Regions from separate parts of the Anser cygnoides genome. Here regions 1, 2 and 3 are each linked to region 4. The links are chromatin contacts, called in public Hi-C maps. All regions are on one chromosome and are shown on one strand. The core of a region is the stretch at or near the end of the contact, and the rest is flanking DNA. Distances in the headings are between cores, read along the strand shown.

Region 1 (3,181 bases), core at 608-3,107, 230 kb before region 4:
CCTTTTACAAAAGGCAGCCTTGCAAATTAGCTGCTGTTTTTGCTTGCAAGCAAACAGAGGAGCATAAACGCTGCTGACATGAATGGCCTGTAATGATCATTTGGCTCCTGGCGAGCTCCCCTCACCTCTCCGCGAGGTCTCGCGGCCGATACGTTCAGCACCTCGCAGCGTGCTAAAACCACATGAGGTTAAAGTGCACCAAACCATCTCCGCTGCACCAGTACGTCTGCCTGACTTGCTCCCCGTTTCCAAATTCTGGAGAGAGATTAAGGAAGGGAGGAGACCACCAAGACTGCTACCTGTGGTGCGGTCTCTTGGCTGATGGAGGAGGAGGGACACGACTTGCACGGGAGGCTGGGGAGGGCTGCACCCGCTGCTCAAAGCAGCGACCCTGAGGGCCGTCCCCTGGCCCACTCCAGCAGCCTGAAGGGCGCAGACTGGCCAGAGGAGACCGCTTTTGCAAGAAGGACTGTCTGATTGCTTCCAGTGCCCTCTTCTCCTGCCTGCAACCAACACGTGCCCCTGCTGCATCAAGCTCTGGGACCAACAGCACACTAAAGCAACCCTCGACACAGGTGTAAATGAGCAACACCAGCGCTCACCGAAGGGCCCCTCAAAGCACCCCCAAACCTTTCCTCCAGCAACGCTCCCGGTGTTGGTGCTGAGACACAAGGGCTCTGCAGGAAGGGGTCCCGTGTCCCGGCATCCCTTCTAGGTACTGAGCCGGTATCCAGAAGGAAAACCACCACCGAGTGCCCTGTTAGCCTGCTTCAGCACCACTCCTCAGACGAGCAGCTCCGCATCTTTCCAGCCAACGCAACTCCATTTTTTGGCTTTGAGGTCTGATTAAATGTCCCAAGTGGTTTATCGAACCCACATAAAGCAACGTGGGAAGCCTCACTCAGGACTTTATCACTACCTTCCCTCCAGGACGGCCACCCTCCAGCTCCCGAAGGCTCCCGACGGAGGGGATATGCTCCTCGCCAGGTTCAGCTTTCACCAATTTTGAAACCCATCGGGAGCTCACAGCTCCTCAAATCTCCTGCCTTCTCCTGCCAAGGCCATTTCACCCCACGTTGTAGGTACACAGAAGAAAGTCATGCTTCATCTCCCTTTACATCTGTGCTGGGGATTATTTGTAAAGAGAAAGGAACGGTTCAGATCCTCTCCAGCAGCGGCACAGCTTCCTCTGCAGTCCGGCACTGGAGCCAGGGTTAATTCCTTGGCACGGGGGCACCCTTCTGACCTCTCCCACCAGTTTCATCCCCTGCCCTCACCCTTGCTAAAATTTTTTAGCAGCTCAGCCCAGCTCTGCAGCCACGTTGCAGGACACCAGGGCAGCCCTTGTTAACTCTTCCCCACCTTCCGCAAACTGCCAGCAGGCAGAGTGCGGCCTGCCCTGCTTTCTCACTTCTTATCAGCAGTTTTCAAATGTAAAATACACAGTACAAGCTGTGCCCTGTGTTTGTGTTTAGTCTTGCCTTAGGTAAACAAAGGATTAACACTGTGTGCTCACTGCTGCTGTGAGAGGCCCCGGCAGCCCCGCTGCAGCAGCCTGCTCCTACGGAGCGATCGCACGAATGCATCAACTTACCTTCAAGTATCTGTTCTGGTAGAACGGAGTGAGCAAACATAATAATTGCTGGTTAATTTCCCCAGAGCCTAGCACTGTCAGGAGGAGTAAAAAAAAAATCGGGGGGGGATAGCTTGCCTGTAATTAAACAGAAGAGGTAAACAACAACTCCTTTCAGTGGCCCTACCGGCAGGCAGGCAGAGCGGAGGGGAACAGATTGTCCAGCTGTGGTCTTAATGAATTCACCATCTTCCCGGAATGCAGCGAGATTTTATTCACTCAGGCCACTTCAACACAGGTCCCGTGGTGAGAAGAGTCTCCAGCACCTTCCTCGTGCAGTGAGCCCCCGGGCTTGACCAGCGCCGGTGAGAGCATCTGCTCAAGTGTCTGTGTGCCAGGGGGCAAATCGAGACGGGGGGGCAAATCGAGATGGGGGGGCAAATCGAGACAAGGGGCTACCCATGCCCAAATCTGCGAAATGGCAGCTTCCTAGCAGGCACCTGCAGCCCAGCCCAGCGTCCTGCTGCTTCCTGACCCCTGACCCAGCCCAGGAGGGATCGGTCCCACCATCACACACATCCCCGTGCCCCAAAGCTGCGAGGATTAGAGGAGCTCGAGTACAGAAAAACAGCAGCAGGGACGAGGAAGCGCACCGCCGAGGTGCAGTTCAGGAGGGTCGAACCTCGGCGTTTTTACAGCTGTGCGCTCGGTCTGGGTGCCTCTGTCAGCTGTGACAAATGGGTTTGCATATGTTCTAATTAAGCAATAAGTCTCAGCAGCTTGTTCAGTAGCACTGATTAATGCCCACCTTCGGTGCACAGGAGCACTGCATCCTCTGAAACATTACTGAATTTTAAGAGGGACTTTTAAAACCCAAGCAGTATTTTACCGACGCTACAAAGCACGTATTAAAAATCGCGTGGTGCTTTCGAAGGAACATCCCGCAGGTCTCGGTTCTCTCGCACATTTTGAAAGCCTCGGTATTTTATCTGCAGCTTGGTGTTTTATCTTTTGGACGGCAATGCAGCTGGCTCTGCCTGGTCTCTGCTAAGAGCTCTACCTACAGTTTTAGGAGAAGATCGGCCGTCCTAATAATCTGCTTCTTGTTCTGCGAACAGCAAGATAAGCTCCTTCAGTTCCTTTTGGATTTCAAACTCCTGAAAAAACTGTCTGGCCAAGTGGGAAGCAACAGAGGATATCGGTGTATAAGAAACCCAGGATAAGTCTTTGGGATTTTTTGCCAAACTGTCAATTCACCCCAAATAGAGGAACAGCCACAGACTTCCTTGGGAACCCAGCTGAGGCTCCATCTGTAGCTTCTGGGTTTCATTTTGTTGTGGAAAAAACCTGCAATCCTATACAGCTTTGTGCTTTCCAATTGTTCCTGCTAGCTGAGCACCGCTACCTTGCTTAGTCCTCTACAGGCCGGGAACAGACAGAGCTTCCATCTCCCACAAATTTGGCTTTTCTTCAGGCAGCTGACGCAGGCCTACGACACAACAGGGCACTGCAGCACTGTGCCGCTCCTGGTAGCACTGAAACATGTTTCAACCTCAACATTTCGCTCCAGAGTTCCCGAAACAGCCAAGAGACTAAAATAATTTCGTT
Region 2 (3,433 bases), core at 149-2,648, 200 kb before region 4:
ATTCATTCAGAAGTAACTACGTTAAAAACGTTGAAAAAAACGTGTTACATTAGTTAAAACATTCACTGAGGAGCACAGGGGTTTCTTAACAGCTCACATGAACTGCAGAGAGAGAAAAAAAAGCAAAGGCACAACTCAGATAGGGCATTTCTTAACATGCTTGTGAAAACTTCCTACAGTATGGCTCAATTCTCACCTCTCCATGGCCACTGTACACCTTCCAATATTATAAAAGAAAGTGTCACATGAACCTCTAACTTCTGACTTCCTTTACAGTAGCATCAGCTCGATTTAATATAAAATAGGCCTAGTCTTCACAGTAATTTGGTATTTCTATTGTATTACTTATCTTCCACCGCTGCAATGTTCCAACTGCAGGGCTTAAGGAGGCATTAGGAGTTCTTTCCCAGAGAAAGCAGCCTAAGTATCTAGAAAAGGCATGCATTATACAAAAAGCAAGGAAAATAAGGAGATTTAACTTTAAGTGGGTTTTCCAGAGAAGAAAAAAGCCTGCCTCCCCTCGCCACAGACTTCAGCGACTGGTTAGGTAAACTCCTAATAAATAAGAAGTGTGTAGGCTGTACTGACCTATAACCTGGTTTCCATTTAGGGCAAGTCACTTCAAGAATGTCCCTGTCTCATTTTCAAGCAGCTTTTGCAGGACTTGGGAGTTGCTGTAGTTCCCTTGTGTGCCTATAAAGGCTTTTAGAGTTCTACCTCATGTTAATATGGTGGCTAAACAGGAAAATAAGGCCTGTTTTCTAGCATTTCTGGAATTGCTAGGGGGTTACTTCACATCGCAATAGAAGAATGACAAGCAAAGTCTCTGAAGTTATTCTGATGACCTAAAAATACACAAATTAATTCCAGAACCTTGTAATTTGCAATATTCCTCATACCACTCTAAGGAGGAAAAGCAAAACTGGATAGGCAGATACTATTTACTACAGCCTTTATCCTGTGGGTCTTACTACAGCAAAACTGCTGCAAATTTTGTCTGAAAACAGAGTGGGAATTAAAAGAGAGCAGAAGGGAGACCTGTGGGCAAAAATAGGAAACAGAGATTAAACAATCTGTTGTCGGTCAAAGGTTACTTGTAGATCAGTTACCACTAGAGGCTAAAACAGCCTGCTCAAAACCACGAACACACGGCTTCCAGTTGCTCAAACTTAGTAGTTAGTCTTCCCGACAGTAAAAATTCAGACCTAATGAAACAAAAATCTACCACTTGCACAATAATAGCCTGTATCGAATTTCACACCACTTGCAAACCTTTTACAGAGCCTTCGGCCTGATATCCAAACGCAAACAGCAGAAGTCAAGTAGCAGAAACAGGGTCAGGCACATGCCCCCAGCTCTCAGGTCTTTAGTTTTTCTTTTCTCCTGCAAACTCTTTTTCTCTAGCACAAAGAGACATGTTTTATTTAAAGCTGTATTTCATACTCACTGTAATTCAAACTTTAAAAGAGTACTTTTGCCTCTTGGTAACTTCACTATCACCAGAATGCATTCTAAAGTAAACCCAAATCTGTCCTAAATGCATTGCTAGGAGTTGCTCTAAAGCGGAGACGAAAGGGCTGCTGAAGCTGACTATGTGCTGCTAGGAGCACACTCTTTCAGCATTCCTTCTAAGCTGCCATCTTTCCAACATTGGGCCTCAAAATTGTGCCTCAAAATCCAACTAAATACCAAAGCAAGGTCTACCTACACTTGCTCGGTAACTAAGTTTTCCTGTCGTTCTCAAGGCAATCGGTGAACAGAGACGCTGGCTGAGGCACCCCAGGAATCGCTTCACCCTCCCCTTCCTATTTGACTCACACACTTATTAGCTATTTACTGATGAAAGACTGATATCACAGGGTCACGTCACAAGAACATCTCAGAAGGGGAGAAAGGAAGCATCTTACAGTACGCAGGTTTTACAGGTTGTAAAATATTTTCACAGCAGTGCTCCTCCTTTCATCCAAGTTCCACACAAACAAACAAAAAGTCTAAACGACCTCTTCTTGGTTATGCTTTAAATAAATATTTTCAGAACCATTAATGCAAGCACACTGAAAATGCTAAAAACCAGTTACTCTGCCTCACTTTTCATGGAGTTATCCCCCCTTCTAAATTCAGAACAAACACGAACGCTGCTTTCTAAAACCGCCCTCCCAGCAGTTAAATGACACCTGCAGAATGGAAACCGAAGCTTCTAGAGAGGCTCGGCAATTAGGACTAATGGAAAACTAACTAGATTCCCAAGGCTTCCCAACCCTTCTTTCCTTTGAAGAAGTCAACCACTCCTCCCTGCCCGCCCTCCTCCTAAGCACTTGCCAGGGTTTTTAATAGAATTTGACAGTTAGGCAGCCTGATGAAGTTCAGATCGATTCAGAAACTCAAGTTCCACCTCTGCTGTCCGCACGCTTCAGGAAGCGAGGAGTTAAAAACGCCACCACGGATGGTGCAGGTCGGAGAGCAGCGGCACATACCTCCTCCTCCTTCCACGTTCAATTAGATTCTGTTTTGTTTTCGGCTTTCTTTAATTACCCGCTGCCATTCGAGCCCAACTTGGTGACATAAATGTATTATCCCATCGCAATGTCAGAATTTAAAATTAGATTTAGCCCCCCAGAAATACACTTCATCCAACCTTAATGACTCGGTCCAGCAACGACGCCGATTTTATGTAACAGCTTTCACGCTAAGACCTAAAAACTGCACTAAAAATTACAGCCACCTTTTCCGGCTGTACGTTTTCTCTTGCATTAATCCGAAAGGGATCAAATTCGGGGTGAAAAGGAAACAGTTCTGCGAGATCAAACACTGAAGCAGCAGGAGAAAAAGCAAATTACATAAAGTCCGAATGTACTCACAGTCTCCTTATTCGGAAGCAACTCCTTTCGGATCCTGAAGAAGTTCTTGCCGTACTGCCTCAACCCCTTAATAAAACGTTTCTGCGATAAAAGATAACAAAAATAGCATGTCAGCAGAGGGGAAAACAAAAAGATCTCGGTAATCAGCACAACTGCCAAACTGTTCAGAGCGCAAGGACTGCCGATGGAAGGAAACGCACACGTACGCAGCGACGGAGCAGGCAGAAAAGGCTTCGAAAAGCCCCCGAAAAAGAGAGAAAAAAATCAAGCCAGATCCCTTCCTATGTCAAACTTCCAGCGTTTGAAGCTTTAGAAGAAGAAAGTCAGTACCGCAGCCGCTCCTTCTCCGCCACGGCCGCAATCTTCGCCGCGCGTCCCTCAGCGCTGCTGCCCGACCGGGAGGAAGGCGGCGGAGAGGAGGAGGAGGAAGAGGAGGAGGAGGCTCCGCAGGAGGTGCCGGGGGGCTCAACGCGTTCCCCCCGGCTTCGCCCTTCCTGACGCCCGCTCCCGGGGAAGCTCCCCCCGGCGGCTCGGCCGCTTCCCTCCGCCGGCTCCGCAGCCGCTGAGGGGGGCCG
Region 3 (3,389 bases), core at 615-3,114, 180 kb before region 4:
CTTTATTTTAATCAGTTCTGATCACTGCAAGGCAACTCCTACCGGATAGATCAGTCACAGGCAGCAAAGTGCTTTTAATTAACAAAAAAGGCTTAATCTTTGGGCAACGGATAGTCCGCAGAAAGAGTTAAATGCTAACTACAATAAATTTGAGCTATTCACACAGCATCAGATCACAAATCCTCCTGAAAGCTGCAGAGATCTGTGCTGGACAAAGCCTGGCTGTCATAGACACAGAGGAAGGAACTACAGTAACCACCCCGGCACAGTAGGAACTCACTCAAAACACTCATGCAAGTAACACACCAACCAACTCGGAGGATTTTTGACCTAAGGAAGCACAGCATTTGAAGACTGACTTTTGGACCGAGCCAGTTGTTTCCCTCCATCAGTGTGCCCACACTTCCCCTTCGGTTGCTTTTGCCACCTGCTAACCTGACATTGCCCCGGTGCTCCTTTCCCTCTGCCCGGCCATACAACCTCACCTCTTCTTACAGCAAAGCTTTTCGGACACTGACCTTACAGGGCTGGCAGAAAATTAACTCATAATAACAAAAGGGGGAGCGTGTTGTTGTGGGGTCTACAAGGGGGAAGGAGAATATTATAGGATCAGAATCGCAGGAGCGGAAAAAAACGAGACAAGGGAAGCTGTGACTTAGTTTTATTAATTATTTTCTGGTTGTGGTCCTGTCCAACCTGCTCTACGTGGCCCTGCTTGGGCAGGGGTTGGACCAGGTGGTCCCAGAGGTGCCTCCAGCCTCAGCCATTCCGGGATGGAGCTGGTCATTTACAGAGCCTTTCCCAGTTCAGGGGGTTAACTAAGCAGAGCTTAGTGCCTGGTGTGGCACCTGCCTATTCATATGAGTTATAAAAATAACTCGGTAGGTATTTGCTGGGCTGCAAGAGGAGATGAAGCCCAGCACAAACGGGGACATGGTTTGGACCCAGGTCTTCCACCTCCCTCACTAGTGCCACTCTCAGGTCACCACCACACATCACCTGAGGCTCCCTCCTTCTCATTGCTTCCCATCACAACATGGGGGGGACACACTTAACACTAATGTTCTCCCTGAAATTTAATTATTTTGGCCAGATTTGGGGTTTGACACAGTCTTTTCCTCTGAAAAACACGTGGTTGTGGAGCTCCCGTGCAGCTGCAGCACCCTACGTACGGCGCAGGAGGAGTTTGCTGCAGGTTTGCGGAGCCAACGAGAAGGAAACTTTGCCTTGCAAGCCCCAGAAAGGCTCAGGAGTGCAGTGCAGCTGCTTTAATCTGGAGTTTTCTACAAGCTGCCGGAGACAAACAAGCTATGAAGTTCTGCAGGTGGAGCTTAGCTGTCTATAAATAAGAGCACAGTTTGATCTTTGGCTCTGCCGAGGCTGGAGGGCTGCCAAGTGTTTCTGGAAACTTGGATGGAACAGAACAGGAACAAATATGATAAAACGAGCAGAGACTGACAATGATTTATAGAGTTAACGATCATTAGTCTGCACTCACAGGGGCTGCACTTTTGGAGTAATGTTTCACTTTTCAGTAAATTTTGCTTTTTCTTGCTCGCAAGGCTCTGTTCTCTACCATTTAACACGGACTGCTGATCAAAAACCCCGAGCTGCAGCAGCTCTGGCATTCTCAGCATAGTGCAGCTGATGGAAAAAACAAGGAGAATGAAAAAAAAACCCTCAGCACAGAAGAAGAGGAGTTGGCAGCGTTCAATTTAACCATTCTACAGAAAGAATGTAGGCAGAGAAAACGGAGGTAATGACAGCGTGAGGACAAACACAGCGAGCACGAGGCACTTGAAGCATTTGTTCCAACAGCCAGCGCCCCAAACAAAATGCCCTTTTGTGACGAGATCGCCGAAAACCGTATTAGGAAAGCACGTTCTAGGCTTTTTACTCACCCTCTGCTCGCCTTGCTGCCGTGCTAGCGCATGATCTTCTTCCACCCTACCACTTCAGGCACCCTCCTTACCACAAAGGTTCTTTGTTGGGCTTCTGAATAAAGCCGACCTGAACACAGGTTTACACAGCCTGGCCTGCCCTAATCTAGCTCTTGCACAAGGGTATGGATGAGGAGAGAGCAAGTACACGCAATTCATTGGAATAAATCCTTGAAAGGCTTTTAGATAAACTAGAGCTTAAAAAAAGTCTCTCCAGCCACCGTCTGAATAATTAAAAAGTGTTAAGAGCCCATAAAAACACCACCTATTACCAGCTCTATTTTACAGCACCAATGCCAGTTTAATTACTTAACAAAAGAACACAAATTGTATTTTTATTTATGTTTTCAAATGTACTTTTACTCTACCAATTAGCTACCTTAAAACTTCATTCATTCCAAAAAAAACCAGCAATCCACAAAACTGCTCATCTCTTTTACGTGAACCATGTTGTCTTGCCCCGAATCAGATTTTTCATTTAGACACCTGGTAGGTACACGTGACGAGTTGAATTTCTACTTCCATTTAGACCATATTTATTAACATACATGAGAGAAGCAGCTTTTTGGACAGTGAAAGGTAAAAACCACAAGCGAGTCTGAGGTTCTTCTTCGATAAATATTTTATCATAGCTAAATTTCAGCCATCTGATTTTCTATTTTAGTGCACACCACCACCTAATTATTGAGCTAGGAAATAACCTTTTTCCATTTTCACCAACCCAGACATACCTAGTCAGCTTGCTAAGGAGGCACCATCTTCTTACACATTACATCTCACATAAATCTATTTTGTTAAGTGCATTTAACAGCAGCATTAAAATGCAAAATATTTTTAGGACTTAATCCAAGTGAACTCGTTCAGCACTTCTCTTCTCCCACATAGTGAAAATGCACAAGTGTCTCCCTGTTTGCAGTCAAGTACTTCTGTGTGAGCTCAAGCTGCAAGGTCTGACAAACAAAGGGTTGTAACAACAGCATTTGGTTTCCACATGCTGCCAGAAAATGCAACTTTTGTGCTGAATGCAACAAATATTGCTATTTATTCAGAAAGAATAAGAATCTGCTTGTTTACTAGCTGTCAGCAAATTAAGAACCTAGAATTTGCTCCCAACTTCGTGTGATTTATAACCCTACAAAACACTTTAATAAGCGCAGTTGCATTATGTCATACACATAAAAATTAAGCCAGCAGCAATCTCACAATTGCAGCAATTAAACTGCAGAACAAACAAACCACAAGGAGAAACCTTTGCCTTTTTAATTCTTGCACAGATATCATCTCCCCCAAATCCTGCAAGAAGACACCAGAATACAAAATGTGGTCCATTTGACTGGGAGTGTGGAGTGCTTTCCCAGCACCTTCTCTGGCAATTAGAGCTTTTCTGAAAAGGTGTCTTTCTCAGGTCAGAAGTTGTTCCCCCCCCCATCAGACTGCAGAATCTTTTAA
Region 4 (3,429 bases), core at 916-3,415:
GGGGCAGAACCCCGAACATGGCTCCTGCTGGTCCCCAGGCCAAGGGGTTCTTCTTTCCTCACCTTCAAGAGCATCAGCAGTGACCAGGAACGAGCCGCTTTGCGCTTACCGCCTTCCCTTCCTAGCAGAGCTGCAACCTGAACAGAATAAAGGCTTTTGGAAAAAAAACTAATATTTGCTCATATGCCTTTTGTTTATGGCCATCTGTTCTCACACAGCTGGAAAGCCCCTGAAGTCTCTTCTTCCCCCTCTGTGAAATACAGTACCTGGTTACTAATAGGGCAAAAATTAAGTGCAGCTATCAGAGCAACTTTCAATTACACCTTGTATTAAGAGTGCTATTAGTGATGATAAAACAAATACAGCAGTTTTTAATTAAGGTTTTGGTTTTAATTCAACATGGCATCCCACTCATACCAGGGTTCCCTGCGCTGTTACATAAAAGTCTCTATGAAAAATATCACAGCCTCCTAGAATCGCTGTTACAACAGATTTCAGGGGCTTCCCCTGAGTTTCCTCTTCCGAGCAGAAGGGTTTGGGAGCAGTACTGTCCCACAGCTCACGTCCTGTTGAAGTACACCATATAGCAGCAGCAGATCAAGAGGGAGGCTGCAAATTACCTTCAAGATGGTTAACTGTCAGCTTCTTGCTATACACCAAGGCCAGCACTGCTTCCCCCCCCCCAGTAATGCTATAAAAAGACAGAGCAGAGATCTGCAATGGTCTACGATAAACAATCACAGCACTCGCCCAGACACAGCTTACCTTTGCTGAATTAAGGAGGCCCTGAGCTTCTCTCTTTCCCTCAGGGATTGTAACTGATCTCATAGTTCAAAACCTATGTCTCATCCCACCTTCACAAAAAACATCCTTGAAGGCCACTTTTTGATTGCAGGCACGTACTTACAGCTAATTATTCGTGTATTTGTCACAAAGCAATTTAAGTCCACCCCCAAAGCACAGTGATTAGTCCAACTCTCACTCTGCACCCTGAAACAGGACACACTTATGCAGACACAGGTACCCCTCTTCCTCACCCCCCCCAAAGCAACTCAAAGCCACACTTTGTTGGGTTGTTTGATGCTTTTTATTTATCACATGTAAAAACACTACTATCTCTGTTTGTAGGTACCTCTTGCTGTCCTGCAAGTCAAACAGCTCCAAACATCAAAGACCAGACAGGCAGAGAAGGGAATTGCTTATGCCCAGCGTCAACGGGTCATGGTTCCGGAGCATGTTTAACACAAAACCTCACTGGGATTGTTCTACAAAAGCAGATTGTTACAAGTAACAGATCAGAGCTGGTGGAAACACTAGGTGAAGGAGTCATCTAGGGAGGGAGAGGACCTGCAAACCGGTCTTTTTCCTTCAGCTGCCCTCATCTTTCTAATACGGGTAATTGTGATCTAAGTAGGTGACTAGTGCTTTAAACCAGAACAGGGGTGTCTGATCCACGCAGCTTAGTTGATGCGAGGGTTCCTGAAGTTTCTTCCAGCAAAGCGGGCCTTGCTGCCAAGCTCCTCTTCAATTCTGAAGACAAGGGAAGAAAAAGCTGAGTGAGCAGAACTGCATTGGCACAGCCGCTGACCTTACACCAAACCACCTGATCTAAGAGGCACTGAGGGTACCATCAGGGTCACCAGTCAGTTTCCCCAAGCAACTTGAACAATCACACATTTAGCTGCCCTGGTCAGTAACCCTCACCTTACCCAACTCTGCTCAGACATTTGAAACGCTTGCCCAAGGCAACTGCATCATGCAGTCAGAAGGACAACTTCACAGAGACAACGTCACTGAACACTGTGCGAGGCTCCCCTTTTGTGTCTCCATTATGACCATAACCCATTCAACTCATCATTCATCCCACTGCCAGCTCTGCAGGCAGGGCACCAGCCCAAAAGCATTTCTACTAGCATCAGTTTGTCCTTAAGCTGCACAGAAGAGCAAGCTGTGCCCTGAATGCATTAGTGGAGCATCCATTTTATGTCAGGCCTAGCCCTTATCCCTTTGCCCATCTCAAGTCTCACCTCAGCAGCTGGTTGTACTTGGCTAGGCGCTCAGATCGGCAGGGGGCACCAGTTTTGATCTGGAAGGGAAATCAGAAGGTTGGTCAGGAACTATAGCAGAAGTAAGGCCATGAATGCAATTACAAAACTACTCTATTTAGAGTAATAAGCGCAATTACAAGCTTGATTTCAGCACCAGGCTTTGAATACCCGTACACTCAAACATGATAGTGCTCAGGAGCAATAAGGAATGTTCACTTTGGAACAGCTTCCGTATCAAATCCTGACACACCCAATGGAGTTCACTTTCAGAAGTTTAATTGATGGCTAAAGGTGAGTTTACACAAGATAACATGCTCCCATGTCACAGTCCCATTAGGCAGATCAGCTTCCTGTACATAGGAGCAGGAAGTCTTCATGCCTTAAGTCACAGCAGACCCCACCTGCTATGCACCATGGCACTGTCTAATCAGACAAGGAAGCGAACTACAGCAGGTACAGACACCAACCTGACCAGTGCAGAGGCCGACCACCAGGTCAGCAATGAAGGTATCTTCTGTTTCTCCAGAGCGGTGACTCACCATCACGCCCCAGCCATTGGACTGGGCAAGCTTGCAGCTGGAAGAAAGACAGGCAAAGCGTCACACCACCCTATTTGCATAGCGACCTTCGCTCTAATGCTGCTGCCAAGCACCAGGTATTCTCTGCTTTGGCAAGACAGAACTGCCCTTTGGTATGTCAGGGCTAGAATCACGTGAAAACAGTGATAACAAGCTGCTTTTACACATGCTTAAGCAGTGTTCGACGCGCCCATGTGACTTCAAGGCCATGAAGGTACAGGCTTGCTTGCCAATAGCCTCTATGAGTTACCTTTTAGTCGCCTCACTAATGTCCGATCAGATTTCTATTGCACTGTTCTCTACGTTCATCCCCCTCAATTACACAGTCCCCCTCTCATGCACTCAAGGATCCCCCTCCGTGACATGGCTAAGAAGGGAGAACAACTTACGCTTGTAGGGACTCTGTCACCGATCCGATCTGGTTGACCTTGAGGAGGAGGCAGTTGCAGGATTTCTCCTCCACTGCCTTGGCAATACGCTTCGGGTTGGTCACAGTCAGATCATCACCAACCACTTGGATGCCAACGCTGCCAGTGAACTTCTTCCAGGCAGCCCAGTCATCCTGGTCAAATGGGTCCTCGATGGACACCACTAGAGGAAGACAGAAGGAGATTTAACAAAATACCACCATGAAAGGTCAGGCCTGCAGCACGTTGCTAACCCTGCTTTCAAACAAGCATTACCCACCCCAAAAAAACATGGCTACAACTCCTAGAAAGCTGGTTTGTTCTGCTTGTGATCTGCAGACAAGGGAGGCTGCATCCTAAATTATTTCAATCAACCCCTATTTCTCCACAACTATT

What was found. A called contact is a pair of places that touch in the nucleus more often than the background predicts.
Region 1: a contact with region 4 is called in a Hi-C map of liver, with 5 times the contacts expected there. The contact joins two enhancer-like sites. A contact is called at or near these places in 2 of 7 Hi-C or Micro-C datasets (both in liver).
Region 2: a Hi-C map of liver shows a contact between it and region 4, with 4 times the contacts expected there. The contact joins two enhancer-like sites. A contact is called at or near these places in 2 of 7 Hi-C or Micro-C datasets (both in liver).
Region 3: a Hi-C map of liver shows a contact between it and region 4, with 2.4 times the contacts expected there. The contact joins two enhancer-like sites. A contact is called at or near these places in 2 of 7 Hi-C or Micro-C datasets (both in liver).

What each region holds. Positions count from the first base shown.
Region 1 is chr23:4,728,172-4,731,352 of Taihu_goose_T2T_genome, reverse strand. All of the region lies in intron 11 of RERE (arginine-glutamic acid dipeptide repeats), which reads right to left. Among named protein-coding and RNA genes, the nearest start is that of SAMD11, 22 kb to the left of the region's middle. Within about 2 kb of position 1,857, at least 2 of the 3 cell types and tissues checked have open chromatin away from gene starts, as enhancers often do. A contact at or near this core is called in liver, where this site is marked.
Region 2 is chr23:4,700,881-4,704,313 of Taihu_goose_T2T_genome, reverse strand. RERE (arginine-glutamic acid dipeptide repeats) reads right to left here. Exons shown (of 23, transcript XM_066982188.1): 11 at 2,859-2,939. Among named protein-coding and RNA genes, the nearest start is that of SAMD11, 49 kb to the left of the region's middle. Within about 2 kb of position 1,398, at least 1 of the 3 cell types and tissues checked has open chromatin away from gene starts, as enhancers often do. A contact at or near this core is called in liver, where this site is marked.
Region 3 is chr23:4,677,561-4,680,949 of Taihu_goose_T2T_genome, reverse strand. The region is part of intron 10 of RERE (arginine-glutamic acid dipeptide repeats); the gene reads right to left. Among named protein-coding and RNA genes, the nearest start is that of SAMD11, 73 kb to the left of the region's middle. Within about 2 kb of position 1,864, at least 2 of the 3 cell types and tissues checked have open chromatin away from gene starts, as enhancers often do. A contact at or near this core is called in liver, where this site is marked.
Region 4 is chr23:4,502,272-4,505,700 of Taihu_goose_T2T_genome, reverse strand. It overlaps ENO1 (enolase 1), which reads right to left. Exons shown (of 12, transcript XM_048067332.2): 9 at 3,016-3,217; 10 at 2,516-2,624; 11 at 2,028-2,086; 12 at 1,065-1,530. The coding sequence ends at 1,461. Among named protein-coding and RNA genes, the nearest start is that of ENO1, 12 kb to the right of the region's middle. Within about 2 kb of position 2,165, at least 1 of the 3 cell types and tissues checked has open chromatin away from gene starts, as enhancers often do. A contact at or near this core is called in liver, where this site is marked.